Linked DNA regions of Columba livia: region 2 is linked to region 1. A link is a contact called in public Hi-C data. All regions are on one chromosome and are shown on one strand. The core of a region is the stretch at or near the end of the contact, and the rest is flanking DNA. Distances in the headings are between cores, read along the strand shown. Region 1 overlaps BACH2 (BTB domain and CNC homolog 2). Region 2 overlaps BACH2 (BTB domain and CNC homolog 2).

What was found. Hi-C and Micro-C count contacts between places; a contact is called where the count stands out from the background.
Region 2: a Hi-C map of crop shows a contact between it and region 1, with 3 times the contacts expected there. The contact joins two enhancer-like sites. A contact is called at or near these places in 2 of 2 Hi-C or Micro-C datasets (crop and liver).

Annotation. Positions count from the first base shown.
Region 1 is chr3:39,229,754-39,235,558 of bColLiv1.pat.W.v2, reverse strand. BACH2 (BTB domain and CNC homolog 2) reads left to right here. Exons shown (of 8, transcript XM_065059613.1): 6 at 4,803-5,805. Among named protein-coding and RNA genes, the nearest start is that of GJA10, 34 kb to the right of the region's middle. Within about 2 kb of position 2,093, at least 1 of the 3 cell types and tissues checked has an H3K27ac peak away from gene starts, as active enhancers do.
Region 2 is chr3:39,339,277-39,345,081 of bColLiv1.pat.W.v2, reverse strand. The region is part of intron 2 of BACH2 (BTB domain and CNC homolog 2); the gene reads left to right. Among named protein-coding and RNA genes, the nearest start is that of BACH2, 61 kb to the left of the region's middle. Within about 2 kb of position 3,176, at least 2 of the 3 cell types and tissues checked have an H3K27ac peak away from gene starts, as active enhancers do.

The DNA.
Region 1 (5,805 bases), core at 844-3,343:
CTGCCCTAGAAGTCCCTTACGATGTTCCAAATGTGGAAGTGAGCTAACCCTCCTCCTAATTTTAGAATAGTGCGTGCCCAGTACTAGAAAAATGCTGTGCTAAAAAAGCTCTATATTGGCATCTGTAATGCTGCCTTTACTAGCATTTCCCATTGCTTACTCTCATCTCATCTTCTTATTCTCCCATCTGACAGTGATCAATATTGTTTTCCTTTAATTAGCCAGTTTTACATTAATGATACAATATCAACCAAAGAAGAAGGGAAGGCAGAGAGTACAACGATGATACTACTTCTTCAGAAGGAAGAAGCATTACCCAGAATGCATCGAGGAAATATAATGAGAGGTGATGGAGGAAAATAAGGGAAGGGAGATTTCCTCATGGGGAGGTTTTAAGTAGAGTCTGGCAATGATCTCCCATAGGAAGTAGTGGAAGTCTGGTCACTTAAATCAATTAAAGCTAACCAGAGCATCGCACTCCACCGGACTCTATAAGGAGAAAAGCATTGTCGGACTGAACTAAAATAGATTTCTCATGCTTATTTTCTGCAGGGCTGCTGTCTGTATTTTGCCAGTAAATTCAATATGGCTAATGCTGATTAACAACTCTCTTGACGGTGATTGTATCATTGTACTATTTCCAGCCCGTTCCTCAGTATCATAAACTCATGAGAGCGTAGACAGACAAAACACATCCCCTGGCTCAGCTAGCTCAATCTGAAAGACAAGTGGCAGATAAAGGGCCGGAGAAGTTTCTTCCTTTCACCTTAGCAGTGGTCAGGCTTGTTACTGCCGCTACGCTGAATTAACATAGACCTCCATAGCACACACTGAGCGTGGAGTACCTGTGGCAGCATGGCAGAGGCAGGAGCTGTACCTGTACCCCCTTGTGCTTGATCTCTTGGATTGCTGTAGAGCAAGATGTCCCAGATGGCTTAGGTAGGCTGCAGTAGCCGTGTCCTCTGTGCACTAGGCCTGCAGAAGGTTTTTAATTCATACAAAACCAGACAGGGACAGGAGGAGGACAAAACAAAGTGATTCATCCTTAGACTTGGCAGGGTATTTGGCATGTTTCAAGTACATGAGAGTACTCTTCTGGCCTGCCTTGAAAGATAAGGGAAAGCAAACCTCCAAGAAGCTGAAATCTTTGCTCTGCTCTTCTTGTCTGTGTGGGCATTGTTAGTTTTATGTATGTTTTACCTTTTCTCTGCCTGGTTTCCTTGTGGCAAGTCAATTCCATTTAAACAATAGAAATGGGTAGAAACTGGAGTAAAGCAAATGATCAGAGGGCAGGGAAGCACTGACTTGGCATGTGCGCTTGGACAAGGTGTCCAGTGGAGGTTCCCACAACTTAACCTGCCTAGTTAAACATTCATTTATATGGAAAATAAGGTCTAAAAGCAAACAGATCTTGGACATATGGCATCTTGTTTACAGTAGGGGAAAAAATAAACTGAGACTTTTGCTGGCATGTGTTTTACCCATCCAGGTCTCTCTCACGTGTAAATGGAGACTGCTATATCAGAGAAATGATCTGTTTCCTTCTGCAAACACAGATCAACTTGGTTTCACTAGCTATTTTTGCTGGGATGCATCAGTCAGGTCAAATCATTTCAAAAGACTGTTCTTACCTCTTCCTACAGAAATGCGCGTGTGATGGTAATACACGCAGCTTCAAAGCTTTTACTTTCCCGGTGTGTGCTGCTTATAGCCATGCTCCAGTGCCTTGATTCCAGCCTTCCTGCCAGAATGCATCAGATGCTGGCGGTCCCAAAACTGGTGGGGCTGAGGCAGGGGACCGGCCATGGCAGCCAAATCAATATTTAGACATCTTCAAGCAACAGAGTTTGTGCTGGCTTTCACAGTTGGCAGCAAGCTTTGCATGCATTTGTTACCAAAGTTATTGTTTCTGCAGTTTCAAGCATTCACACTTGAGAGATTCCTCCCTGAGGGCAATGACAAGCTCCGGGTGCTTGATAAGAAACTTTCCTGCTCTGGATCTGAAAATTGTGAGATTGTGGAAAATTGTGTCACTGGGTAAGATCTTGTAATGAAGTCAAGGCGCATGTTTGACCAGCGTTTTCATCACCCTTCCCTTGAGGCATCTACCTACCGGGCATCATGGGGAGCCCATAGCGCAGTCTCAGGCTCTGCTTCCGATGCATCCATCACTGAACAGCTGCAACAGCTGTCTTGCTGCTGTCTGTTATCACAGTAGTTTATTGGGAGTGAAAACCTGAGTCAGCGTGGGAGACAGCCTTGCTGTGGGCTGGTATGAGTCAGCCTGGGGCTCTGCAGTGTGTGGTAGGCAGGCAGGTGAAACCCTGGCCCCGCATGGAAAATTATTTTAATTTGCTTTCCAGCCGTTCCACCTAGTGGCCAAGTGACACAACTGCCAGGAGAGCTGGGTTTGTGCTCTGCAGTCCCTCCTCATCAAAAATGGACCCCAAAACCCCAGGTGGTATTTATGGTTTCTCCTACAGACCTACGCTGCTGCGGAGCTGACAAGATGTGTAGGAATATGTAAGCCCCCACACTGAAGATCTTATCAAAGAGGAACATCAGCCTGCGAGTAGCTCATTAAGTTCCCGAGCAATTTTGTTAATCATGCTGCATAGATAAAATGCAGATAGGCCTTTAGTGAGCTGATAATCTAACAAATAGGCACAAAATGTAACACTGATAAAGCAGAGATGGGTTTAATAGCCAGCTGTAAATCTAGGCAATTCTGTACCAGAGACGCATTGTAAAACAGGAATGTGCAAGTATGTAAGTATGTGCATGAAAATGCACTGTTTCTTAAAATAGCAGATACAGCAGTAATATTATGTATGGAAAAGCTATTGAGAGCAATTTTGGAGGTGTTTTAAAATATTTTTCTCTCCATCAAAGTCTGCACGACTTGTGGTATCTCATAATCCAGCATTACATGTGCAGATCTATGAATAACAAAAGCTTGTTTTTGGAAGTCAGGATTTTCTATAAAAATCTGTGAGCTCTAACGCTGGTCCTGAGGCAGTATAGGGAATTTATAGGCTTTTCATTGGGATGAACCAAATTATTCACTCAAGATTTATGCTAATCACGAACAAGACCCATCACAAATTCATGGCCTGATGTCTCACCAACCTCTCGAGCAACTTCTTGCTCAGTGGCGTTAATCCAACTGGAAGGACAGGGAAAAGCAGCTCACCTTCAGGGTATCCCATACCCACTAAATAGCATATGCTTCTGAGGAGCTGGGAACTGTGAGTCTGAACCCACACAGCCTGGGGAAGGGACCTGATTTCTACTTTCTAGGCCCCTCTTCTCATCTTTAGGCCATTTTACAAAAAGGGGACAGTAGTACCTCCTCTTCTTGTTTTTTTTTAAAGAAGAAACTGAGCTGGGAACATCTACCAGAGATATCTGTGGCCAGAAGCAGACTGCAGGCTCTGCACAGACATGTAGGTGTTTGGATGCTCTGAATGCCATCTAGATGCCTCTCACTGGTATGCAAAACATAGGGAACTCAGATTTGTGAATACCACTTGCAAGCAAGGCAAAAAGGTGTCTTGGTGAATCAAGACTCAATGGACTTGCCGAGGTTGTGTAGAACGTGTTTGATGCAGCAGGAAATTGAGTTGTGGTCTCCTAGGTCTCAACTTAGTGGCCAAAGCACTCAATCGGGAAAGCTTTATCCTTGATGGTGAGCCCTGGTTTTGAAGCAGGTTCTTGCTGCTTCATGAAGAATAGAGTTTTTCTAGTACATTTGTTTCCTGCACATTGTGGGGGAAAAAAATGCAACAGAAGTTAGTGCCAGTGCATTTTTGGTCAAAAATTAGACAGTATCTATAGTTTACCATGTGCCTTAGCAAGTTATTTGATAGGTATATGTGAAGATGTCACTGTAAAATTCTGGGGAGAGGAAGTGTCTGTTTTTCAGTATATGACATGAGAATGTAAAATATTGCATAGATGGTATGAAAAGAAAAAAGGACAAGTAGTGGTGCATAACTCAGACCTGGAGATCACTCTCCTGGAAAGTTGTTACTCTTTCTACAAAGAAAATGGTGGGAAATTATGAACTGAGACGGGACTTAGAGTGATTTATATCACTTGTACTATGAATATGGATTTCTTTCCTGTTAGCTGTACCTCAGACTCAATGAAATCAGGAATGGTATAAGGGGAATGAACTCCACGAGATGGAGAAAAGAGCTATGCAGTCATTACTTGCTCAGTGTTTATTCAGCAGTGACTTGCAAAAATCTGAGAAGAAAAAGAGGAACCAGTTTGCCCTTGAAAGAGGCAGAAAGATATTTTCTGTGAATTCTTCTATAATACTAAATGTTTCCTTCCCAAGACACTTTTAGTATTTAAAGGGTATCTTACACTTGAAACTACTGTTCACTAGAGCTTCCACTGGGGCAGAAGAATCGAATTTGAATTGGTACTTACGGGGTGGTGGGCTGCATAACAGTTAAAGTAAGATCCTTCCAAGAATTAGCAGCATCCAAACCAGCTTGGTTTTGTAGTCTTTTATTGCAGCAGCAGAGGCTTAGTTCACAGGTCTTCAAGATATTTGGGAAAAATAATGCTGAGCTCAACCTGTACAATGATGTACAGGAGGAAGATAAAGGGTGCAGTGCTAGCTACTGGATGTACCGTTGTTGCTGACCTGATAGACCAATAAATGGCACTGAGCAGGATTTATTTCTGGACACTAGATCTGTTAGGTTATCTAAGTACACAATAAAGGACTTGGGATGACAGCAAGAGCTGATGGTAACACTGGCAATTTCTCTCTCTGTTTTTTGCAGGTCACTGTCAGGGGATTTGGTCCATTGTTACAGTTTGCCTACACTGCTAAGCTGTTACTCAGCAGAGAAAACATCCAGGAGGTCATCCACTGCGCCGAGTTCCTGCGCATGCACAACCTGGAGGACTCCTGCTTCAGCTTCCTTCAGACGCAGCTGCTGAACAACGAAGATGGCCTGTTCCTGTGCAAAAAAGATACCACCTGTCAGCGCATGCACGATGAGGAGAACTCGGATGGAGACGAAGAGGAGACGATGGAGACGTCAAAAATATCTTGCCCAAGAGAGAGGATGCACCAAGAGCCCTTCAATTTTGAAACCACTGTTGCTGGAGCAGACAAAGGCGAAGGAATGCTGCCTGACTCGGACATGATGAGAGATAGCAAGGACAATTTGGACAAAGATGCAGTAACACGGTACCCTAGATACAAGAAATACCAGCTTGCTTGTACCAAGAATGTCTACAACACATCACACATCAGTACCTCAGGTTTTGCAAGCACATTCAGTGAAGAAAGCTCTGGAAATGGCCTCAAATCAGGACTGGCTATGGGGCAGATAAAAAGCGAGCCTCAGAATGAAGAGAACGATGAAGAAAGCATCACACTTTGCCTGTCTGGAGATGAACCTGACATCAGGGATAAAGAAGGGGATGTTGAAATGGACAGGAAGCAGCCAAGCCCCACTTGTGTCGACAGGCCGAAAAGTGGGTCCTCTCCTTCTTGCTTGCGGTCTTTCTTCAACAGAACAAAAAGCATAGATTTGGTTGGCTTCCCCAGCACTTCCCAACAGCACTTTGGTAGGAGTCCAGCATGCCCTTTTGAAAAAGGGACAACTCAGGGTGACCACAAAACTGATTACGTCCCTTTCACAGGGAACTACGGACAGTCCCATGCCATGCAGAAGGATGCTTCCAACTTCACAGTGGGATCACCACTCAGGGGGCCCGGCTTTGAAACTCTCTGTAAGCAAGAAGGGGAACTGGACAGGAGGAGTGTTATATTCT
Region 2 (5,805 bases), core at 1,927-4,426, 110 kb before region 1:
CAGGATACGGTCAGCATTCCTCACTGCTGAAACGACAGCGTGGTTCCTGCAAAGCAACAGCCTCACTAGCAGCTTGTTACCTCCTCGGGCTCTCAGATGTCTTGAACTGACAGAAAGTAATGTCCAACAGATGTAGTAAAGGTAATCGTCTTAGAAAAGCGCTAAAGACTTGTTTTTGGTTTTCCCCCCACGCCCTGACAGAACATCCCTTTTATAAATCAATGTTTCTACATCTCATACCACAGGCTTTCTGTGTTATTTTACTCCAACAGTGAAACCAAAGTTCACTTACCTCCCTTCCAAGGTTGGGATTACAAAAACCTTACACACATCTCGCCCTCCTCTCCCGCTGCAGTCACACCAGTCCAGTAAATAAATACTTGGCTGAGTTTTACCACCCTTTGCCCAGTTAACTAAAAACAAATGCCTTCTGCTTTGTGAAAGACAAGTCATGCCTACTTCTGTTGCTCCAGCCAGCAGTTTCTCAGCCAGCTTGGCCGCCAAGAGACTGATTTCTTCTCAGTGACTCTGAAACAGTTACCACATCTTTCTGTGATCAATGTATGAAAAGAAAATAACATAGTCGTGGGCTCCAAGGAGGGGAAATAGCTAGCTATACCCTTTCCCAAGACTACAGATGACCCACCATTGCTCACCTTTCCTTAGTAATACTGGGGCAAAAGTGTTATGATGGAGAGCAAAGGGACAGGGGATGGAAGGGTTTGAGAAGATAAGAGCTGTTCATATTGCAGGCTCCTTTATTAAGATTATCTACTTTTTTTTTTATTTTATTTTTTTTCTCATGGATAGTACATTCAAAATATTTTAGCACCCCATCTGAGCTTGGCACAGCTTGTCAAGAGGAGAAAATGCAGAGCTGCTCCTTAGTATTATTTCAGAGCAGACACAGAGGTGACCCTGCCGCAGGCTTGGCCGCTCGTAATGCTTGGTGGTTACCTCTCGTCACAAATAAAGGGCAAAGCATTGATGGAGAAGCGCCGCTAGTGTGCAGTTGCAGCACTGGTGGGCCAATTCGTGTTTGCCCGACTTTCCTGGGTGGTCGCCTGGCTTGTATGCAGCACATGGAAACAGATCTTCTGGAATGTGAAACCGTGCCTTGTGCTTTTCTCCCACAAGTATTTTATAGTTTTGACTGGCATGCGCGAAGGAAACAGAGAATAATAGAAAAAAAAAAAACATATCTCTTCAGCTGTGCTTCCTTTCCATACCAAGGTTTTGCATTTAAAGTAGAACAACCAGTCCGTGTTATTGTGTCAGTCTGTTTTTTAAAGTTTAATAATGAGTTTTCTGGTAAAAGACTGAAGAAGTATTTTTGTGTCCTTAAACTCATTTCCACTTTAGATAGTGGATACTTCTTTGTGTCTTCACTCAGATAAGCTGAATCCATGTGAGTTTAGTGATTGGCTAATCCGATTCTTAAAAATTGGGAAGATCCCTTTGTCCAAGTTATATTTATTTAATGCCTGGTTTTACAGAAAAAGTTTGTGAAGGGATCTTGAGTGTTTGAGATTTTTTTGTTGTTGTTCTTTTCTTTTTAGTAGTGATGTTATAAACCAGTAAGTATCCAGGCTTTTGTAAGTCTCATGTGTGAGTGCTGTACGTGGGATGAGGAGAGAAGAATTTATGCTCAGCATCTCTTTCCTTGTCCTCTAGATGTGGCTAACATCTACTTACTAGCTCTGTGATCATCGCTCCTAATGTTTGGTGTAAGGTAGAAGCAGCATGTTTTTTCAGTCCCTTCACAGACAGAAAAGACAGGACCTTGGCAGCAGTTTCTCCATCAGGTTCAGCTGCACAGCCTGGGAAAGGCAGCCCACAAACCTAAGTGGTCCTGAAAGAGCATGTTGAGGATCCAGCTTTGGTCCAGCTGTGAATCAACCACTTAAGGCTGAGGATCCTTTGTACCACCAGAGAAGTCACCTCCCTCTAACAGTGGGATCTTTGCCCTGGAAGTGGGAGCTTAAGAAGACACAAGCATTTCGAAGGGGCATTGGAGCAGTAATGGTATATACATTAACGGCAGTAAAGTAGGTGCAGGAGCATGGAGGGGTGAATGGGCATGTACGAGTCAAAGAGAAGATGCTTGCTTTTCCCACTCCTCTGCCCTTGAAGGTAGCTCCATCCTCCAGGGGCATGGTCCTGGTTTCAGGAGGGATGCATGAGGGCTCAAATCACTTAGCTTCTGAGTTGTGTGAATCTGAAGATAAGTGTTCTCATTGTTTGCAAGGTGCCGTGCAGTCCTCTGCTGGGATTGTATACCAAGTATACATGTAAGAGGCACCCCTGCCTTTGCAGTAGCTTTCAAATTAAATCTCTTGTGTTTCTTTACCACAGCAGCTCCCTAGCCTGCTTTGTCAGCAACTCAGTGAGATGCTTCCCAGTGGTTTACAGCTCTTGGCTTCATCTGGCAAGAGCGATCTGTAATCCAGGGGTGTACAGGTAAGGGAGCCCTTCAGAGGCTGGTGGAAAAGGAACGATGCATTCAGCTTGATACTTAAAGAAGGTGAATATTCTGATGGTTTCCCACTGTGTCGCACTATTCAGTTTCAAAAATCGTGGCTTGCATTTATCCTCTCAGTAGAACGAGGCACTCTGGCTCCTGGAGGAGACCGAGGAGTGTACACTTAATTGCTTTGTGAATGATGTGGAGTCTTGGAATGCAATCTAGCCATTGCTCATTAACTAGCTGAACCTATTAAACCTGGACAGCAAGCAGGACTGAGTCGGCAGCCCTTGATTGCAGGCAGCTAATGGAGCTGTGGGAGCAAGCTGTGACTGCAGAGCGGAATTGGCAGTAGACTCCCGTCAACCTTCTCTGTTTTGAACTCGCCCTACACTCCATTTAGACTTCTGGCTTGGAGACAGATGATTTCAGAGCAGCGAGGAGGGGGAGGAAGGCGGAGGGTGGAAAGCATTGTCTTCCCGGCTATGTTAGCTTTGATCTGAAGTTAAAAGAGAACCACAATTCAAATGGCATTGGTAATTTGACATTTAAACCTGCAGCAGCAGCGAGATTTGTCATCTGACTGTGGCTGGCTTTGATTATTGATTGGGTCTCATGCAGATGGTTCCACTACACAATGCTAAAACAAAAGAAAGTGCTCAAATAATGTGACTTTGCATCTAGTCGGTGTTTTTTAGCTCTGAGGGAATCAGCTGCTCTTACAAAGCACATGTATAGGTGGTTTGGTACTCATGAAAGATATCCTGTCTTGCAAAAGAGCACAGTAGCACTTTCTTGCATCTTTGTGCTACACTAGCAGCACAGAAGAAAACAAAATTCACTAAATGTTAACTGAATAATTGAGGGTTTGTGGTGTTTGGTTTTGTTTGGTTGGTTGTTTTTTTGTTTGGGTTTGGGGGTGGTTTTGTGGGCTTTTTGGTTGTGTTTTGTTTTGGTTGTTTTTTTTGGTTGGTTGGGTTTTTTTAGTAGCTTGAAGAAAAGTGAACAAAATTGGGATTTGCCCAGGAAATTGGAAGCGTTTAACCTTTTAAACACATGAGGGCCCCAGCTGGCGATGAATACAGCCCTGACTACATAGCGTTTACCTCCAGAGCACTCTTGGCATTGCACTGGAGCATTGTTTCAGAGCAGTTTGTGCTGCTTGCTCAATTGCCAGCATCTCATCCTTCTGCACTCGCATGCCTCCCATCCAGTCACACTTTGTGCCCAGCCTTGTTTACCTTGTGGGTTTTGCCAGGATCACAACTTGGTGGTGTGGCTTTGGGCCCAGTCGTACCGTCTGTCAAGGAGAAGGGGAGAAGTAGTGGTTTTGACACGTTGCCTGAAGAAGGGCATGTCCAAATGTGCTTTAAATTCTTTGTTCTACCTGCTTGTTCGATACGTGTAAGCTGCTGTATGTTGTGGATTTTTTTTTTCTGTTGTTTTGCCTTAATTTCCCCATTGTGAAGAGATAATTTCATTTCTAGTCTGGATTTATACATTTTGTTTGTGCTGCTGGCAGATCCTATCAACACCCACTTTTCTGTGATATTTAAACTTTAAAAGATAAAATAAAAATCTTTGGTGTCATAGAACACTGACTTGCTTATAAAATAGTTCCATATACCAGAGGTGCTATTTAAAAATATTGTAGGAGTCTAGTAATACATTAGCATTTTATGCATTTTGCTCCGAGCAGTCCCAAAGTATAATACTGAAACTGTAGTGCATACATGCAACACTGCTGAGATGCAGTCCCTAGGGCAGAGGCTCTAAACCAGCCCTGCATTTGCTGAGGGTGCAGGGAGCGATGGATGCGAGCAGCTTGAAACAAAGCAGCCAGAATAAACTGCCTTCTGGAGGAAAGTGCTACGAAAATCATCAGTGTTGATGTACAATGGCCAGGGGTTCAGCGCGAGATGCTGTCAAAGTTGCCCACCCTGGGATCACTAAGCCGTGTGTGGACCCGTGCTGGGATCCCGCCCAGTGCCACAGCTGCAGGTATGCACTCAAGGCAAAATATTTAGAGGAGTGTCCACGTGGGCTCTGTGTTAATAATAGAATTGTAGAATAGTTTGGGTTGGAATGGACCTTCAAAGGTCATCTAGTCCAACCCCCTGCCATGAGTAGGGACATCTTCAACTAGATCAGGTTGCTCAGAGCCCTGTCCAGCCTGGCCTTGAATGTCTCCAGGGATGGGGCATCTACTGCCTCCCTGGGCAACCTGGGCCAGTGTTTCACCCTCATTGTAAAACATTTCTTCCTCATGTCTAGCCTGAATCTCCCCTCCTTTACTTTAAAACCATTACCCCTTGTCCTATTGTAACAGGCCCTGCTAAAAAGTCTGCAACTTCACTGCATTGAAGGCAAATAACCGCTTTTATTTCTGAGCAGCTACAGATGGAGTACCCCACTCTAGCTGTAGGCTGAGCTGGCTTGTGGTGGCCGTGCACCAGGAGCAGTGGACAGATGGGTGGCTGCAGTAGGTGCTTTGGTGGCTGGTGATTTCTTATGTGACACCAAAGCACTTGTGTCCCCGACACATGCAAAGCATGTTTCTCTGCCTTGTCCTAGGTATCCTTCAGGCCCATTTTATATTTGAGTCCCTTTAAAACCAATGTGTGAGTTGCTCTCAGGTTAGCCATTTTATATGTATCTCAGCATGTGGGGATGTAGAACTTTAGTGTGAGGACAACAAAACCATTTTCAGATGATTTTGAGACACCAGTTACTTCATTCTAGGAAATTCAGCCTTGTAGAGGCTAATAAAAACTAAAATTCAAGCTTTTATAATGTTTAGCAGAACTAATACCACAGTACGTTTTCTGGTTATAATTTCAAAACCTCGGTGACATTTTATCTGAATGTTCCCATACAGGCACTATTATTAACATGTGAGAATCTCAGGAGCAGCTGAGGGGAGCAGCAGCCTCCCTGGTGTATGAGCTCCATCCTGCAAAAGGAATTACAGCATGTCCAGCTGTGATGCAATAGCTCAGGGTTCAGGTGGCAGCCTCCAAGTCCACTGTTTCTAACCAAGCGGCATAGCAGCCTCTGCTCCTTTTTCACTCTTAAAAGAAAATGAAGTGATTAATGCTTTCAGTTTTAAAATATATCATGTCTGAAAGAGAGAAAATTAAAAAAAAAAAAGAACTATTTTATTTTCATTTGACATGACAAGAAAGAGCCTTCCGATGCATTAAGTTGGGAAGTAATTAGTCTTGGGAGTGTGAGATGGGTTATAATCTTAATGTCATTTTACCATTACTAAAATAGGCTAATTTTGTCCTTTGCTAATCCATGCAAATCCCATTGATTTAACAGTGTTGTATGGATGAAAA